Regions from separate parts of the Gossypium arboreum genome. Here region 1 is linked to region 2. The links are chromatin contacts, called in public Hi-C maps. All regions are on one chromosome and are shown on one strand. Each heading gives the region's core, a stretch centred on a gene start, on an enhancer-like site or on the middle of the called end of the contact. The rest is flanking DNA. Distances are from core to core; before and after follow the strand shown. Region 1 holds the start of LOC108462013. Region 2 holds the start of LOC108467244 (glucan endo-1,3-beta-glucosidase 3-like).

What was found. A called contact is a pair of places that touch in the nucleus more often than the background predicts.
Region 1: a Hi-C map of leaf shows a contact between it and region 2, with 2.4 times the contacts expected there. The contact joins the promoter of LOC108462013 here to the promoter of LOC108467244 in region 2. A contact is called at or near these places in 2 of 5 Hi-C or Micro-C datasets (both in leaf).

Annotation. Positions count from the first base shown.
Region 1 is chr2:81,003,886-81,009,664 of ASM2569848v2, forward strand. It overlaps LOC108462013, which reads left to right and starts at 3,882. Exons shown (of 5, transcript XR_008278944.1): 1 at 3,882-4,298; 2 at 4,428-4,810; 3 at 4,874-5,332; 4 at 5,421-5,521. It overlaps LOC108466852 (L-ascorbate oxidase homolog), which reads right to left and starts at 782. Exons shown (of 3, transcript XM_017767212.2): 1 at 452-782; 2 at 1-368. The coding sequence starts at 699.
Region 2 is chr2:80,825,904-80,832,115 of ASM2569848v2, forward strand. LOC108467244 (glucan endo-1,3-beta-glucosidase 3-like) reads right to left here and starts at 2,690. Exons shown (of 4, transcript XM_017767833.2): 1 at 2,403-2,690; 2 at 1-753. The coding sequence starts at 2,460.

The DNA of each region.
Region 1 (5,779 bases), core at 2,632-5,131, 180 kb after region 2:
GTTCATCGTTACCATCACCTTTAGCAACTTTTCCATTAATGTGGACACCATCACATCTACCAAGGTTGCGACCACTCAAAAGAACTTTCTTGAGGCTGGTGTATCCCTTGTTGAAAAAATCTCCTGCTATTAGAGTATAGTCATCAGCTGGATCAGCATAGGGGACGGGAATGAGTAAACGACTGTTAATACGAAGACCACCGAAACCACCAGCGGCCTTATGCATAGCCGTCACTGGATAATACATGTAGCTGCCGATTTGGTCCTTTACCTGGAATTTATAGGTGTAATTCTTCCCGGGGGGGATAGGACAGTTGGTTCCAAGCACACCATCTTGCCATGGATTTTTCCTATGCTGCACGCCACTCCTGCAACAAATTTCATTTCCATATATAATTAAGCTCAACTCTTTACTAATATAATCAAATGGGACAAAAGTACTCTTGCTTACCATGTCAAAAGGAATGGCTCATCAAGGTTGTTAAACACATTGACTATAACATTATTGTTGGTGGTAGAGTTAATGTTTGGCCCAGGGAATTGCCCATTAATAAGAATACCTTTTACAGGAACACCCAAAGGAGATATAGTGCCATAAGTGACCTTCCACTCGAAAGTAATGGTGGGATCTCCACCTTGAACTGTAAGCATTGATCTTGCCCAGAGAAAAAACATCGTTATTATCATTAATGGAGCCATTTTATTGTTTTCAAAGTCTCCTATGTAATTTTATAAATTAAGATTGTTTATCCCCTCTTAGAGGAAGAAGATTTGTTTGAGATAATTTGAGTTGCATGTTAGCTTACCCTTCTTATACAATCTTTCTTCACCATTCAATTTTTGTCTTCAAATTCTTAAATTGCGCACATCCATTCGTTTCTTTACTTTCTTTTAGTATGTACTATTTTTAACGTTAACCAATTTAGTTTTACTGTGGTTCTCTTTTGTTCTAATAAAATATTTGCACATTCACTATGTTGTTGGCTAACATTTCATAACTAATACCTCTTGATTAAACAAGTTCCAAAATATTTAATCTTTACTATAATCATTTATTTCATTACATGGATGATATAACCATGAAAAAAGCACATAAGAATTTAACATGAAACTAAATCAACATTAGAGCAAAAACATGCATAAACAGTAGATGTAGCCAGTGGAAGATGCATGGCTTCAAAGGGTTCTTCATAAACATCTTTTACTTAGTGCGCCTATGAAAAAAACAATTAAATATAATGTAAACTAGTAAATTAAATTCCAAAATAACTTAAAAGATTAGCATTGAAAGTATTTCCGGTTGATGATAGAGTTACGAATGCTTTGCATTGGTAGTCAACTTATTATGATAAAAAATTTAATAGGAAGCTTTGAATTGAGTTATAAAAGTGGGGATTTATTGTTGATATTGGACTTGTGTTTGTGTTTAGAGTTTAGTTTAAATGATGTGTGAAGGGAGGTCGACAATTTATTTGAAATATCAGCAACTGTGAATTTAAGGGAGATTATCATTAGGGAGAATAATGCTAGTAAGTAAAGGTGAGGAAAACTCGATTTGACTCGAAAAAATTGAAAAAAATTTGAATTTTAAGTTAAACGAATCGAGTTATTCGAGTTAATCGAGTTATTCGAGTCAACTCGAATTTTTTTTTCGTATTTCGATTTCGAATCGAGTTGAGTTTTCGAATTCAAATAACTCGAATAATTCGAATAATTCGAATAATTCGAATATCAAACTATAATATTTTACATTTTTACCCCAAACTCCCAAACCTTTTTACTTTTCCCTCAAAACTTTTACTCCTTTCCACTTTCCCCCCAAAACTTTTACTCTCCTTCCATCCCAACCCCCCAATCTACCCAAAATCCATTTCCCACCAAAATTTTACTCTGCCATTTACTTTTTTTTTTTTAAATTTTACTCCAAAAAACTCTCAAAACTTTTTATTTTCCCCTAAAATTTTTACTCCCTCCCACTTTCCCCCTAAACTTTTTACTTCCTTCCCATCCCACCTCCCATCTACCCCAAATCCATCACCCCAAATTTTTTTAATATTTTCCCTCCAAAATTTTACTCTCCCTCAAACTTCTATTCCTCAAAACTTTTTTTCCCTTAAACTTTTATCTCTCACCCTTTACTCTCAAATAAAAATTAAAATTATTAAAAAATCACTAAACATAAATAGTAATAATTTTATTTATATCTACTATTTATATTATTAAATTAAATTTCACATTTTAGATTATTTATGTTATTAAAATGTTTAATCATATTGAATATTTATATTAAAATTGAATTATTAATTATGCCATTAAATATTCATGTTAAAATTTTATATTGGTATCAATTTTACATTTTATCTTTAAAATAACTTTTATTAAAAATCACATTTTTACATTTAATATATTTTTAATTCCAAAATATATAGTAACAAGAATCAAGATAATTGAAATAACTAAGCAAATAAAGAAGCTAACCCTTATATAAAAGATTAATAAATAAATTATGAGGTGATGAAAGTTAAAGAAAATTTTGATTAAGGTGGACAAATTTTATTACGATAGGTGACGATGGTTGCAAGGAATCAAAATTGTTTTATAAAATTCAACTCGAACAAATATATTCGATTCGATTTGATTCGAATTCCATCTCACTCGACTCGATTCGAGAAAATTTCAAATTAAATTAGGATGATAAAATATGATTCGTCAACTCGATTAACTCGAAATTTTTTCATTCGATTCGATCGAACACTCACCCCTACAAGTAAGATTTTTTTTAACAATTATATACGTTTAAATAGATTTGGGTTTGTTTGCCCGCTCGTAAGTCAATTTTGGATACATATTAAAATTTTTAGAATATTTAAATGATTTACATTTAAATAAGTTTTTTATAATTATTTTGTAAACTTTCTGTGTAATGAAAAATTACATATAAGGATGTAGGATGTTGTCATATATAAGGACATACGACAATATTCTACACTTGCATCCGAATTTCTTTTATTTTATTTGTTGTGCATAGAATAATTATTTTTTATAAAATATTTTTAATAAATAATTTCATATAATCATTCGCAAATTTGCCTATTTTATTGAAATTATTTATTCCAATGGATTTACACTCGTTTAAAGGGTCGGACCAATTATACATTCATTTAATTTCATATTACTTTTATGTCATAATTTTAAACTCTTTCATATCGTACTTTTGTTGAATCTCGAGTAAAGATTTTTATAATTATTAAATTTTAAATCTAAATTTATTTATATAAAACATACAAATATTTACTATTGAATATGATTAAAATTAAATTTGAGCATAAAATCTAGTTTATATAAAAGTAAGATACATGTGTAGCGCTATAGTATTGAATATGGAAATTTAGTATTTGTTTTTGTGAATTTTATGTATATATTACTGTAAAATTATTAATTTTTATAAAAGGTAAGAAGCACGGACAGAACTGTTGTTTGTAGATGTTCCTTTTCTATTTTAAGGTTTCGGAATAGAAGGAAACATTGAAAGTAAAGATGGAAAAAAGTGGGAAGAGAAAAAAAAAAATTGAAAATTTTGTATTTGTTTTGTGATTTTTATTTATTTATTTATAGTACTGTAAATTTATTAATTTAAATTTATAAATATATATTATTTTATATATTCACATGATGCTCAATTTTTTCTATATTTTTAAAAGTAAAATTCTGGTTTTATATAAATTTTGATATATTTCTCTATACATTAATTTATTAATGTACATATATTATTTTATATATTCACATAGTGCTCAAATTTTTTTTGCTATATTTCTGAAAATAAACTGATTGATATTATTAGTGCAAGGCTCAAGACACCAAACGGTTGAAAAGCTACAAAAAGTCACATGAAAAGACACCTAACAGATAAAGGAAAACAGCTAGCAAACAGAAAATTAAATGAACTTCAAGAAACTACCAAACAAAAGAAAGTAGAAAAGCAAACGTCTTGAACCATGCCTCTTTTGAAACAAATATCAGCCAAACCTCTCTCCAAGAAACTGAAAGAAAATCAGAACCAAAAGAAGGAGAGAGCAAATGCTTTGACGCCGGCTTTGGAGATTCAATGAACCTTCTCCAAAATCAAAGAAAAAATGGGGAAAACCTTAGAGACGCTAGAACCAGGCCAACCTATCTGCCATCACAAACTTCTTCACCGATGCAGGCACACCAGTACCCCACCCTCCGCAAAAATGCTTTCTCCGGCCTTCCAGCGCGAGAGTATGAGCCGCTCCGTTCATCGATTTGGGCACAAAAAGGTAAGTTACCTCATCAAAACTCAACCCCATTTTACAAATATGTTGAGTAATCGGCCTAAGGATCGATTTGTTTTTCCCTTCCTTCTTAATACTCTTGATAACTGACAATGAGTCACCTTCCAATTGTAGCCTCCGAAAGCCCCTCTCAGCCGCATAAATAAGTGCTCTTTCACAAGCCCGTGCCTCAGCTACAAATGCATCAGCAACATCCTCGACCAGATAGGTTTCTGCCCCTACGATATCTCCTGTAGAATCTCTGGCTATAACTGCAGTTGTAGCGATTTTGACATCTTTTTGGAAAGATACATCAAAGTTTAACTTGATAACTCCATCATCTGGAGGTCTCCACAGATCCTTCACCATAATTTTAACGGGAGGACGGAGATTCTCTTGGTTTAGGCAGATCTCTAGTTCATACCCTCGAATAAACCCTAAAAATTCTTACATGGAAAATTTGACCCCATTCATGGATTAGCTTATTTCTGCGGTGCCAAATCCCCCAACCTGACAAGGTAATGATTCGTCTCTGTTGCTCATCTGTTGCAGAAAACATTCTAACAAAACGCCTCTTACAGCACAACGAAGCTTCTAGTGGTGGAACCTTTACTTGTAATGAAGCCCAAACACGCTGTAGAGTATCACAAGACCATACCAAATGAGCTGTATCCTCTAGATCTGCCTTACACAGAGGGCAAGCAACATCCACACTCAACTTCCGTCGCGCCAGATTACCAAAATGGGGCAGCAGATCGTTAATCAGCCTCCAGCAATGGATTTTTATTTTTTGTGGAATGTTTAGTGCCCATAAGGCTTTATAGAAATCTTTGTAATTATCATTCATAGAGGAAATATATGTATGGTATTGTAAATGAGCTGTAGATAGGATTTTGTACCCACTCTTAACGGTGTACTCCCCCGATCCTTCGTGCTTCCAAACCATCATATCCTCCGAGCAACTCCCCGAAATCAGAATAGAAAAGATTCGATCTGCTGTTTCATCATCAACTAAAGTTTGCACCAACTCCCTATTCTAGGTATTAGATTCAGTGTCAATAAGCTGGTTAACATTCATCCAATTAGGCCTGATTTGTTGGACTGTAACTCTGTTATTCTCTCTTCCAGGCAGCCAAAGATCGTTCCAGATGTTGATGCGATCACCACTGCCAACCTGCCACAAAATCCCTTCCACAATCAACTCCCGGGCGCTGCAAATACTCCTCCAGGTAAAAGAAGGGTAAGAACCAATTTTCGCAGATAGAATATCCGAAAACGAGAAATAACGTGCTCTTAAAACTCTGGCTAATAGACAACGAGGCTGAGATAATATACGCCAAATCTGTTTTGCCAATAAGGCCTTATTAAACAAAAACAAGTTTTTAAAACCTAACCCACCAGGGCATTTTGGATTGCATGATTTATCCCAACTGCTCCAATGAATGCCCTTTGACGTTTTGCTATAGACCACCAGAATCTATTCATTA
Region 2 (6,212 bases), core at 1,440-3,939:
CACCCTTAGAAGGCCAACCAGACTCGGTGACTACAATCGGAACATTGGTGATGTTTAAGTATGACATTGAAAAATATGCTGCATCAACAATAGCATCAAAGACATTAGTGTAATGCAGAAGTGTGTTAGCATCCACAGCTTCTTTGTTTGGAGGGAGGGGCCGGAAAAGAGCATAGTCCAACGGGATCACGTCATTTGATTGCATATAATCATAATACGGATATACATTGAGCATAAGGTACGACCCAGTAGACTGCAAAAACTTTAGTAATGGAACCATGACAGGATCCCATGAACGATTAAAGAAGGCTTGAGAAGGTGGAAAAGAGTCCAGAATAATTGAAGATGAATGTGGTGTAGAGACTTTGATTTGACTGTCAAGATTTGAAGCAACAAGGGCAGAGTGGATAAGCTTTAAGGCAGAAACTAGGACAGGAGCAGCATTTGGGAGCGCAGTTAGTACTTCGGACCCAACAGCTATTGCTGTGATGTTGGTGGCAGGGACATGGGCTATAACATTGCGAGCCACCCAGTTGGCTGCAGTGGCATTCGACTGACCAATACCAAGGAGCTGCTCATTGGGGACAGAGATAGTCACTTGGATACCTGTGTTGGCAAGTGCAAGGAGCATAGCTCGATCAGCATCATAAAGCCTCACATGCCAGACATTCTGAGCCTTGAGAAGGGCTACCACTTGAGTAGGGCTGGGCATGTCGGAAAGGTCCGTACCAATGTTCACTCCGATAAAGGCCTCTGCATAAAAAGATCCATTGGCCAATGTTAAGACATGATATCCAAGAAAAATGAAAGGTCTTCCATCTTGACAAGAGATTAACAATGTCAATATGTTGATGATATCATTGACTCCATTAACTAGAATATTGCAATTCATTCCTAAAAGAAATATGTTGATGATATCATTAATATGATTATATTCATCAATATATGTTAACTTCCATAGTGCATATTGCTTCAAACAGTCCTTTTAATAATGAATAGCTGCATATCAGCATGAGTTTGACAAATAGCTTTAGGTCAAACATAGCAACGCAACCATAAGGAATTTTATCTTTTATTGCAGAGATCAACCAATGTAGGATTACAGTTCAATATGTGCTTGATCCGGTTATCTCTTTATCACCTTCCACCTTGAGACTTACAAGACAACACAATAATTATAACCAAGTACAGAAGGCATATGTGGCTTAAAGGCGAGTGCTTCTAGAAGGAGAATGCTTCCTCATATTCAAGCAATATCTTAAAGACTTCTGCATGAAGTTCAACATAAGTTACGATATAATCTTTCGGGTCAATCTCATACTTTCCTTCAGCAGTAAGTTTTGACTCAAAGGTTCCCAAGTCATTTTAGGAAAGAAACAGAATAAAAAATGTTGAATTTGGAGCAAAACTTTGAATATTAAATCGAATTAGCTCAAAGGTGGGTAACATATCACACCATATAAGTAACACAATCCTCCTATACTTGTCTATTCCTCGAAACCAACATTAATATGATATATATATTATAAGAGTTTTCTTTTTCATTACAATTCTCCTAACAACTTAAACAAACATACAATAAGACATCAGACATGTCATAGCAACATCCATCATAAAAAATACCAAAGCACATGAACTGAGAACTCATTTTAAAATATTTAAATTATTTCCTATAAGAAACGGTTCAGGGGGGTGATGGAACTCCACATATAACATACGGGACCAACTAGGCAAACATGTTAACTATACACCATTAAGATGACAATACTACCCTCCAATGTACATAAATATTCCTAAGATACCAACACCTTTAACGACTTGGAGATCTTGCATTGAATGAGGTTATTTTGGTCCTCTAAAGTATTATGTCAAATGTAAGGGCAAACTGGGGTAAAGAACCATATGAGCTGGAATGCATTATTAGCTGAGATTCCCATTGAATATAGTGAAAGGAAAGACCAGAAGAAATTCCAACAAAGGGGAAAGACTTTTAAACAGAGGCCCCTGCTTTGACTGCAAAAGGGTAAGACCATTCGCTCTTCCTCACTCTTTAACATTAGAATGTCTAGTTTCTACAGAAAATAAAAACAAAGTTTCATGATAAAATAATTAAAGTAAGATTTTGATTTACAACAACACAATAATTTTTGTTTTTAAAATTCAATAATTCCACTATGAATGAACACAAGGAAACATCAAATGAAGATTATTAGAGTGCTAAACAGAATAAGTAGCACCCTCCCAAGGAAAATACACACTACCCATCACTGAAACAAGGAATTTAAAAGGTTTTTTTCAGCAGAGATAAGCAGAAATATCAGCAAAGACAAAAACACAAATATAGAGAGGGAGGTAAAGCCTAAGGATTGGAAGTAGTAAAGTATAGCTTCAAAGAGACTTACTTTCATCACCATAAACAGCTGAAACAAGCAGAGGCAATAGCAGCAGTAAAATAGCCATTTTGAGTGAAAAGCTTCAATCTTTGAAAACCATACAAAGGTATTAAGTTGGAGCGCAAAAAGAACCGGACAGACGCCAAAAACAAAAGAACCCCAGATTGAAAAAACAGTGGGAAAAAGGAGGAGAAATTTTGGAAGTGGAAATAGAAAACAAGTGGCTAGAGAGGGGCCTTTATGTTTTTGTTTTTGTTTAGTTGTAAGGAAGCAGGGATTTTTGTTAGTTTGTACAGTATTATTTACCCGTCTCGGATCCTTGATAGATAGATCAGAGGTTGTGTCAGAAATCAGACGGTCCAGATTCAAATAATGTGCACCGTTAGCAACTAATGCCCACCACAGGGGAATACATATATTTGACATTTCCTTCTTTAAAGATTATTGCTATGATTTTTGGGTAAGTGTTAATGCAGAGTAGAGTCACAGTCTACGAGGGGAGTACTGTCTCAGTGATGACGTGGTATGTCAGATTGAATTCAACGGTCATATTCCCCACAGGATTTCTATTATTAAGATATAAGAGTAGCGTTATTATTTAAGATTATTTTGGATGAAGGTTGCCTTTATTTATGGTAAATGTAAAAAGAATGACAGAGATGAAATTTAATACTATAGTGATATAGTGATATTATAATGTAAGATAAAAAATTAAATATATCGTATTGAAGATAAAATTTATCTAAAAAATCTTCAATAAAGGTATTTATAGTTAAAAGTGGTATTGATTATGGTAATATATAAATAATGTAATAAAAAATTTCAAGAGTAACTATTATTAAGTTTATACTTTAATCTTTAAACCTCAAAAATTTTAAAGATACTTTATTGAATTATTTGAAATTTTTGTATAAGTCATCGAGTTATTAAGTTTTTTTTCAAAAGTTCCATCGGCTAACTTCAAGTAATGAGTCAATGATCGATACAGTAAAACAGTATCCACCAATGAGTAGCAATACTTTAGATACAAGTTAATCTAATAGTTAGCGTCAGAGATATTAAAAGAACAAATTTGCTCGGATTATGATTTGTAGAACTATAAAGTTTAAAAGCATTTTAAGAAAACAAACTAAACCATACAAGAGGAGGAGAAGAGGAGCTTTCAATTGGTGTAGGCAGTGCGAATGAAGAAGGTCATGTGATAATGATTTTAATAGCTTAGTAACTTAAATAAAAACATCGAAATATTTAATAACTATGTTATAATTTTTTAAAGTTAAATGACTAAAATATAAATTTATTAATAATTCAATTAGCTTAAATGTAGTTTAATTTTTAATTGAGGGAAATTAATACGTTAAACTTAACTTTTATTTAATAAAATTGTAATAAAATATTTACTTGGCGTTTATAAATACCCTTAAAGTGAAACTCATAAATAAATAATAAATGTATGTAAAACCAATTTGGGAAATCTTTTAAAATTATTAATGCACTCTTTACGATCATGATTTTAAAGATATTTTTAATGTATTTTTACTCTATACTCTTAAATATCATTTATTAATATACTCTTTGTATCCTTTAATGTTACTATGTACCTAAATATATTAGATTCGCTTGACTTGACCAATGGCATTTGTGAAGGACATTACCTTTTCTTTTTAGAGTATTAAGTACATTATTTTTAACATTTCAAGAAACTCATTCGCACTTAATATCTTTATTTTATTTGAGATTTAATATAGTTAACATTTTGTTATTAAATAATTAGAAGAATGGGGATTTGAGTATATTTAAGACGGTTTATTATTGAAGTTGAAATGTATTTTTAAAAATGTCGTGAAAAAAATTTTAAAAATAATTTTGAAAATTTTGATAGTGTATGTTAATTTTAAACATGATATTGTAATATAGAAGATTTAATAGGCGAATAAAAAGTAAATGCATTGAAAAGCACTTTTGTCTTTTTATTTGGGTTAAAATTCTAATTTACCATTGACGTTGAAAATATTTTTCAACTCAAATCTTGATTTTAAATAAAAATTTAGATAAACAAAATATTTTCAAACCAAACTTGATTTTAAACTCGGGTTTAAGCCAAGTCTAAACTTAGCTTTTAGAAAGTGCTTTTTAATAAATTTATATTTTATCTCGTTATTAAATCTTTTTCTTTACAATATCATATTTAAAATTGACATTTTATCTTTCCAAAAATACTTATTGACATGATGATAACCCAATTAAATTTTTGAAAAGTACTTTTTCGCAACACTTTTCAACCTCAATGGTAAACTAACTCTTAAGAGCATTTTTCTTTTGATTTAAAAATCAAGAAGAGTTATAAGTAGATGTATGCATTTTATCTATATGTGTGTGTATATATTTATTTTGTTTTTTTTTCCAATATTTCGATTGAAAAGAAAGTAGGGAAATATCAACTTTTTAAAATTATTTGAGGAAATGGTTCAATTTAGCAAACAAAGCCATTATTAAGGTGTGCATAAAAGTTAAAAACATAAGCATAAGTTGTCGTCATCTCCATTTTGAAATCTCACCACCGAACACCATTGTTGTTAAATCTCCAACCTTCGGCCTTGTTTATAAACTTGCGTGGAAGTTCATTTTCAGTCGTTTTTCATGAATTTTATGTTTTTGAAATCGTTGTAACTTAATCTATCTAGTTCAAAGGCTATTTTGTGAAACTTTCAAAATTTTGAAAACTTGCCATTGATGTTCTTGAAGCTTTTTAGATGTTAATGCTTTGGTTTGAAGCTTGATGATGAGTTTGGACTAATTTGTAAAGTGGTTTTGCTTAGTTTTGAGTTTAGGGACTAAATTGTTAAATTGTTAAAAATGGCATGAATTTCTTGTAAAATTCATGACTTGAGAGCTGTTTTTGGATGATCATGAATTCGACATAATAGTTTTGGGCTTTATTATGAAAAATGAACTTGTTTCAATTTTAGGGACTAAATTATATAAAATATTAAAGTTTAAGGCAATTGTAAAAAATGTCAATAAAAATGTCGTATGCATTAAATAGGTTATTATAAAGTATTTGGGCTGATAATTGAAATAATTATTGTTTAGATCAAGAGTTGGTGGATAATTGTGAAAAAGAGAAAATTATTTATTAGTCTCTGATATTGCAATTTTTGTTGTTTAGCCTTGGTAAGTTCATACGATTTAATTTAGTATAATATATAATACTGTATCGACTTGTGATTTATGATTTGTTGAATATGTGTATATATAATTAAATTGTATCAAATTGATTCAATGTGAGAAATGTAATTGAACTGTAAAGTGTTATGTGATTTTATGTATCGAGCCCAGATGAACATAAGATAGGATACAATTGGCATGCCAATAGGTTATTTTGCATGTTGTACGGGATTGCCTTGTGATGAGATGATGATTCTTGACTTGTTATTATTCACTGAATATACCGGAGTCCAGCATTTGTTGCAGATTACCGAGTTTATATTTATAGTGATTTTGACGTGTTTTTAGAGGCGGATGTAAAGGCTACGAGCTTGGCACTTGGTGCCCAGGCATGTTTCTGGAGGATGTTAGCATACGAGCTAGGCACTTAGTGCCCAAGCGTGTTCTTAGTTGGATTGGCTCGATTGAGCATTCTGGCGTGTCTTGAATGGATAACCGCGTGTTTGTATCTGTTTATATCGTTCATCGGGCAGATTTTCAATGGTTAAATGACATGGTGATGATATGTAATTGTTATTTGATTATGATGCCTTGTTGATGACTTGTATATGTTTTCATGATTTCTGATATTATATCGTGACTTGATAATGC